2 separate regions of the Mus musculus genome follow, and region 1 is linked to region 2. A link is a contact called in public promoter capture Hi-C data. All regions are on one chromosome and are shown on one strand. Each heading gives the region's core, a stretch centred on a gene start, on an enhancer-like site or on the middle of the called end of the contact. The rest is flanking DNA. Distances are from core to core; before and after follow the strand shown.

Evidence for each region. Promoter capture Hi-C pulls out the DNA fragments that hold promoters and counts their contacts.
Region 1: a promoter capture Hi-C map of pre-B cells shows a contact between it and region 2. The contact joins the promoter of Mysm1 here to the promoter of Mtap in region 2. A contact is called at or near these places in 1 of 39 promoter capture datasets (pre-B cells) and 1 of 484 Hi-C or Micro-C datasets (CD4 T cells).

What each region holds. Positions count from the first base shown.
Region 1 is chr4:94,976,891-94,980,855 of GRCm38.p6, forward strand. Mysm1 (myb-like, SWIRM and MPN domains 1) reads right to left here and starts at 2,210. Exons shown (of 20, transcript NM_177239.3): 1 at 2,114-2,210. The coding sequence starts at 2,175. Gm12694 (a long non-coding RNA gene) reads left to right here and starts at 2,231. Exons shown (of 3, transcript XR_867913.3): 1 at 2,231-2,886; 2 at 3,768-3,931.
Region 2 is chr4:89,134,704-89,138,746 of GRCm38.p6, forward strand. Mtap (methylthioadenosine phosphorylase) reads left to right here and starts at 2,667. Exons shown (of 8, transcript NM_024433.2): 1 at 2,667-2,821. The coding sequence starts at 2,789.

The DNA of each region.
Region 1 (3,965 bases), core at 960-3,459, 5.8 Mb after region 2:
GCTTAAAACTGGTATGTTTCAAACTAATCTTCAAGAGTTCCTTAAATGCTACTGTCCCCTGTAACACAAAATACCTCAAGGGGCACTCGGCACACTAAACTCAACATGATTCAAACTCCAGCATTACAGGGCACCATTCCACATAATGTCAGTGATGCTCCAGAAGCAGTGGCTGACATGAGGACCCTCCTAATCCTGCTTGCATGCTGCATAGAAAGAAAGAAAGAAAGAAAGAAAGAAAGAAAGAAAGAAAGAAAGAAAGAAAGAAAGAAAGGAAGAAAGGAGAGAGAGGGATGGAGGGAAGGAGGAGAGGAAGAGGAAGGGGAGTGGAGGAGAAGGGAAGGGAAAAGAAAAAGGGGAAGAGGGGAAAAGGGGAAAGGGAAGGGAAGGGAAGGAAAGAAAAGACAGGACATGACTGCTCCTAAGTATGGCGGAGAAGAAAGTTCATTGTAGATAAAAGGGAGAGCATATGCAATGGTGGGGAACATCCAGAGAGAATATGACCCTGAACTGGGCCATGTAAAGAGAATGCAGAGAGAAGCTGCAACAGAGAGAGGCTGCCTGGGCCAAGAGACAGGCCAATAGAGTAAAGGACAGACCAAAAGGGCCAGATAGCCAAAATGGCTGAATTATATAGAGAAGGGCAGCTGGGGGAAGGGCAGACTAACTTCAGGGCTAAAGAAAATAGGGTAGGAGGCAGGGTATGCCAGCCATACCCTGCAACAGGCAAGACTGAAGGATGCTTTAAGAACCTGGAGGCCAGTTCCACTGTAATACAGCACCTCAGGTAATCATTTGTCTCTCCTTTGAGACCTAACATACGAGGTTAACATTACAACATGCCACCAGTAGTCTCAAGTGTCAAGAAAATGGTACAAGAAAAAGGGATGAAAAACTAAACACAACCAGGAAAGTTAAAACGAACCCTTGAGAGAGGCACAGAGCCAATGCTTTCAGGTGACGGTCACTGAACACCAGGTGAATTCCTTTATGAACTCCAAACTGCCCTCGCCCACTGAGGTCACCGATTCTCAAACATCACAAGCACTTGCTCAAGTCTGATATATCACACTGGTGTAGAGTTATTGCTATCTCAGGCTATCCACGTAACTTTTGAACTTTTGAGAAAATATTTATGTGAAGTTAACTACCCCTCATTTTCATCACATTTTAAGAACTCACTGGCTATTTTAAAATGCTTCTTATTCTGGTGCCTTATAGAGGAGGACTGGCAGTCTACAGTGGAGCAGCCCTCCTGTCAAATGAACTATATGGGCTGAAAATGGAGCAGTACTAGTAATAGTATGTACTTCAGCAGAATTCTAACGAAGTCGCTGACAAGTTACAAGTAATGTACCTGGCTTCTACAGGAGGTCCTATCTGGCCCCCATTACTTAAAAGGAGGGATACCGCGTCCTCCTAAAGGCACGTGTCAAATCAGGTTCAGTTTAAAATCACACTGCCCGTCCTTGCAGGCACTGGCATGACACCCCTAACTGGGTCTTCACTACATTATCCTAACACAGCAAAGAAAACATCTGCCGAGCATTCTCCATATGCTAAAACATCTCTCAGAATTATTTCATTCGATGCTTACAACAGTAAGATCGACAAGTGATTCTTGGTTTCCAAGCAAGCGGAGCCTTGCTTGGAAATGCCTCAAATGCCTTGATCACGGTCAGAGTGACAGTAAACAGGAAGAGCAAAAGCAAAAGGCAAACATGACTTGTCCAACTCTAAAATCTGGATCCTTTAGGGTAAGCTGCCTTTCCCCCAAGTTTTCAACAACTTGCTCTGAGAAGGAGGAATCAAACGACTGGACCAGGTCGCTAGCGGGCGCAGGACTAAATTAGACGCCAGTGTTCAAGATGCTGTGAGGCGCCTGAGACAGCGCGAATGCAGGTAGGAATCCGAATTAAACACTGTCCATCGCAGCCCAGAAAGTGGAGATAAACAGTGCAACCTGGGGCACCGGGTCCACTCCCGGACCCGGCCGACTTCCGGCTGGGAGCACCCCGGGTCCCGACGCCGTCCACACGGACCCTCGGCCAACCGCATCCTCCGACCCTTGCCTAGCACAGCCCGGCCCGCAGGACCCCGCTCCGCGCCTCACCCCGGCTGTGCAGCCGCCGCAACATCTCCTTCCACATCCACATCCGCCTCCTCCGCCTCCATGACTGCACCTGACGCAGGCGTACTCGCGAGATCCCGCGAGATGCGGCGGGGCGGGACCGGGGGCGGGCCCAGGGCCGGAGGCGGGGCCTTGGCGTGGCGCACTTCCGGGGAACTCCGGCGAGTAAGACCAGGAGACTGCGTGAAAGCTGCTTCCCCAAGGACCGCATGGGTTATCTCACTTCTCTCACGTCTTACGTGGGCTAACTCACAGCAGATCTTTTTCCATTCAGGCGAGAGACCCTGCTTTGTGGCATCCATTGTCTCTGGTTCATTTTCGCACACACACACACGCGCGCGCGCGCCTACCCGCCCCGCCCGCCACCGTGAATTATTAGAATGACCCAGTGGAATGGATGCAGGTTTCACGGATTTTATTTTATGGATAAGTAAATAGACTCAGAAAACTGACGTGATTGTTCAAACAGAGAGCTTGGTAGATTGATCTTTTAAACTCTGCCCTGAGTGTTTGCCATATACATACAAATCATTGCTGGGAATCTGTGAAGCAAAGAACTTAACGGTTTTCCAAGAAATCAGAGTCTTGCTTCTGCATTTTTCTGCCCTCAAATCTGTCTCTCATACAGTTAGAATCCATGACTCATTGTCTTCTCGATCAGACTGTGACTTCTTTAAGGATAAAACCTGTCTGGTAGTCCTTACACTGCCTGCGTTCAGCACAGTGTCTCACGTAGTAGAAGCTGTGTTGGACAGGTAAGTGTATTGGGAACCAGCAAAATAAACCTGATTTGTTGTTGTTTTGTTTTGATTTTTTGAAATAGGGTTTCTCTGTATAGCCCTGGCTGTTCTGGAACTCACTCTGTTGACCAGGCTGGCCTTGAACTCAGAAATCCACCTGCCTCTGCCTCCCAAGTGCTGGGATTAAAGGCATGCGCCACCACGCCCCGCAAAATAAACTTGTTCTTTTTTTTTTTTTTAAGTACTACCATGTCGTTTTCAGGCTTCATTTAATCATAGGGGTAAACTAAATTCAAGGTCCCAGGCCCTGGGGGAGCTTCTGTTGTAAGGAGACAGCTATTTGAGCCCAGCCATCTCAGAGACAACTTAGAAGGAGACAATTGTCTGCGTCCAGTCATCTCAGGGAAAGTTGTAAGGAGACAGCAGTTTGAGTCCAGCCATCTCAAGGACACTCTCCAGCTTGCTGTAGGGTCAAACTAAGTTCTTGTTCCCAGGCCCAGGAACCAGCTCCTATTCTGATTGGTGGAAATTCGCATGCTCAACCCTTTATGGTCAAAATATGATTGGCCGAAGCTACAGCCTACCCTGCTTGCCCTCCCTTACTTTATGGTTTCATCCTTTAAATATGCTATGTAATTCCCCTAAAAAGTCACTCTCCGGACTCTGTTCTATGTTCTCCGGCCTTGGTCGATCAGTAGCAGCTTGAATACAATACATCATTCACTTGATGTATGAGTTATGTTGGATCTATGCGGACCCCATAATAAGTGAACGAAACAATAAAACGAGCTTACTTCACACCTCAGCCTGAGAGTGTGATGGCAGGAGAGGCAGAAGAATTTTGTAAAATGAGGGCCCCGTGCTTTAGGAACTGAATAGTGTGTTTTACTTTTCAGGGCAACCTGGAACCATGGTGTTTATTTGTTTGCGCATTGTCAGAGGACTCATCTAGTAATCAATGCTAACAGCTTGCCTGACAGAGCATAGGCACTTAAAGGTGCCTGTTGGATTTAATCGGGAAATGCAAAATAGAAACACCAGTCTCTAACTCAAGAGCCAGGTAAAACTACCAGAGGGAATAATGCAGTACCCAT
Region 2 (4,043 bases), core at 1,417-3,916:
ATTTGGACTCAAATATATTTACAAATACCTTGGTCATATAGCTAGGGTCTTGTCTGACTAGATCATAACTTAAATAACCCAATTGTTTTAAACCACATTCTGTCACGTGACTGGTTACCTGTGCTTGGGTAGCATGTGTCTGTCTAGTCACTTCTTCCTGGGCAAACCTCCCTTGCCTGGCTCTATCAAAGAATTCTTTCTGCCTCTGGGATGTCCCACTTTCTATTCTACCATTTCCTATAGGCCATAGGTTTTTTAATTGACAGGTGATACATCCATACAAAACACAAGAAGTTCTCTCTATAGTCTCCTCATTGGGCTCTGACATCAGGCTGGGCAGCGAACTCCTTTACCTACTGAGCCAGCTCACTACCACATCCTAACCTAATATTTTTGTATCACTTCTGCCATTATGTTTAGTTTTTAGGTTTCTGAGACAGTATCCCACTATGTTTCTCAGGCTGGCCTCAAAGTTACAATCCTCCTGCCTCTGTCTTCTATATGCTAAAATCACAGCCTTACGCCACCACACCCAGCTTTCCATTGTATTTTATAACCTAAAATGATTGTAACAGAAGAAATGTTTATATCTTGAGAAAACTTAGACACAGAGTGGATAATGGCGACGAATGGGTCTACACAGCATCAGGCAGCATCCACACCAACAGAAGGTGGAGATTCATTAAATGGAGGTGTACGGGTATTGCTTTACTACTGACATAAACACCAGCTCTCACACCAAAGACAGTCTGAGAACTTGTTTTGGACCCAAGCATGAGTGGCCAGGGCAGGGAACACAGATTTAGTTCAACCCAAATTATGTTCCAGGACAGTAACAGTTTCACCAAGTTGTCATAGGAACGGAACAACGACAACAACAAAAGTCACACAGGAAAACACTTTGAATGTATTCCTGAAAACATCACACAGGTGACTTATAGGGAAGGATAGAGTGTAGGCTGCAGATGCTACCGATGAGGCTCGCCTTTGGGATTGGTGGGAGCTAGCTTTGTACACTCCAAAAGATTTACCCAATAGGCACAAGGACAATAAGGCACACAGAAAGGCAGATAGTAAGTACCACTTAGTGGGGCAAGACAGGGCAAGGTAGGCTCTGGGCCAGAAACTTTCCAACTCTCCACAAGCCTGATTAGTTCATCGGCCTCGTCGAATGCGAGTCGAGGGTACCTTTTCTCTGGGAACTTTCAGTTAACACTGCTGAGAAGAAGAAAACAGAATCTCCTTCCTTGGCTCCTTCCCAACCACAGAGAAATTTGTAGCTTTTTCTATATCTCGGGGGACCACCCTTAAGATAGCTGTCACCCAGGGCTGGCGAGATGGCTCAGCTGTTAAGAGTACTGTCTGCTCTTCCAAAGGTCCTGAGTTCAAATCCCAGCAACCACATGGTGGCTTACAACCATCCGTAATGAGATCTGATGCCCTCTTCTAGTGCATCTGACGACAGCTACAGTGTACTTAGATATAGTAATAAATAAACCTTAAAAAATGATAGCTGTCACCCAGGGTTGGAGAGATGGCTCAGGGGTTAAGAGCACTTGTAGAGGTAAATTCGGTTTCCAGAATCTATATCAGGCAGTTCACAGTTGCCTGTTACTCCAGCTTCAGGCTGGGTTCTGGACAAACACACACACACACACACACACACACAAACACAAACACACCTGCAGGTATTTGTGTGTGCATACATATAAATAATGAAATAAACTAAGAAAAAAAAAAAGATAGCTGCTGCCCAGCATTTTGTTTGGCGCAGCTTGTACCATCAAAGGCTATAATGAATTGTCCTAGTAGAGAAGGGATAGGGCCTCTCAGAGAGAGTATCCAGGGGAAAGGTCGCTGGGGTCAGAGTGGGTCTTGCTGGTATTGCATCACAGAGACACAGGTCCTGACCTGAATCCTGCTGTACCGTATGCTGCCCTGGCATAGAAAGTTTTGTTTTAATTTTTGCTTATTTTATTGGAGTGAGGATTGAAGCTAGTGTCTCCTTGGATGCTAGATAAACACTTTAGTGCTGAGCTAAATACCAAGCCCTCTGTTTATTTTTGAGATAGACTCTTAATATTGCTCAAGATGGTCTTGAACTCACTCTGTAACCAAGTAAGACTTTGAACTTGCCATACTGCTTGCTGACCAGACTTCATGAGTGAGTGGGATTACAAATCTGCATCACTAGCCATTGTATAAAGGAATTTTAAAAATGCCCCTTGCTGGTAGCATCAGGCTGGGTGTTGGGGAGGGTCCTGCCTCCTTAAAAGCTCCCCGCCAAACAGAAGCTAAATAAACCAGTTTGTAAATCAGAGCTGTGGGGGGCGGGAATCTCAAGCTAGCACTCTTCAGTTTCCCTCCGCCCTCCCCAAAGCCCAGGAATGCGGCAGGCCCTGATTTTACAGCCCTGGCCACCGGGGCAGCCAAGTCGCCGCAGAACTGGCAGTAATGCGCTACCTCACCATGTTCTTGTGAAACAGTTAAAAGACAAAGTGACAAGCACATCCTAAGTGGCTTTTCTATCTTGATCATAGACTCGCCATCAGGCTGCACAGTAACAACAGAAGCCCCGAGAAGCCGAAAACTCTGCAAGAGGGACGGGAGGCGGGAACCTGATTTGAGGAGGAGGGTGGAGGAGAACAGCCAATCCCGCGCTCCCCGGGAGGAAGAGGAGGAGCCAGAGCCCGTGGGTCCCCGCACTGCTCACTCCCGCGCCACGCCGGCCCCGCAGTCTCCTCCCGGTCCCACGCTGCGGCCCGCTGTGGACTTCCCTGGTGCAGACATGGCCTCGGGCTCCGCCTGCACGGCGGTGAAGGTGAGATCACCCTACAAGCTGTGAATGGGCCAGCCCTGCAGGGTTCCTTCTCGAGCCTCCAGGCTGTGTCCCCAGCCGGAGCGCCCCCCACCCACCGCTCAGCAGGGAGGGGACAGGGCGCGCGGCACCCAGCGCCACCCCGATGTCCCCAGCCTTTGAACTCATCTGCATTCCGGGCCCGAGCGGTGGTAACCGGGGCTCTGATGGGGAGTGGGGTAATAGAAGGGGGAGCGGGATGATGGAGGGGACTGCGCCCCGCTGCCACCCTCTTTTAGTACCACTCCCCCCCAGGCGGGAGCTGGCGCGTGGCTCAGCTCCTGCGGCTGCTGCGTCGGTCCCTCTAGTCTTACGGGACTTAAGCTTCCGCTACTTTGACTAGGCCCACGTGGGAGAGCTGGCACTTGCTCTTTTGCATGCTTCGGCTTCATTTCCCCCTCCAAACTTAGATTTCCTTTTGCTTTGTTTTACCTCGGCAGCGCAGAGCTGAGGGAGCTCTGAGACTTTTTAAATACTGAAACAGAGCGCGGACCGCTCTCAGACTGGAGGCCTCTGTCTTATAAACCGCTTTCCAACCTTGAAAGTTAGAGTTATTTTCTTAGGCCTTAGGTCCCCAGAGATCTGGACACAAGGGACTCTTGTGCGCCGGGAACAGCTGGCCAGATGAGAGCATGAGTTCTGAGAGTTGGAGTGAGCCTCCCTTGGGGAGTTTTAAACACATCCTGATTGATGGGTAGAGAGTGGAATAACGGAGCCCAGGAAACACTGGTGTTTAAGTCCTTTCTAGGCTGTTTATTATTAGCCAAGAACGCAGTTAATTTGATTCAGTTTAGGAATTTCTGACCCATGCTACAGGAAGTGCACAGTTTTCTTCAGGCATCCTTTTGATTGCCTGCAGTGCCGTTTGATGCCCTTGCAAGAGGCCCATCTCTGCATTTAGCCTTCAGCGTGCCAGGGCATTGTATACTGGGGCCCTGCAGGGCTTCATGAACCACTCAGGGTGAGGTTGCTGCATTCGGTCATAGGGGCCAACTTTTTCTTTTCTCCATTTTGAAAAGGATTATTTACATTTATAGAAAGCCATGGTTCCAGTCAGCAGGAACGGGGCAGAAAGGGTCTTCATGTGCAAGGTACAGTAGGTACTTATTTATAAAGTGGAGATTTTAACATATTGTGGGCTGGAAATTTCACTGAGGTAGAGGCCTGTGATTTGAAGATAGATCTA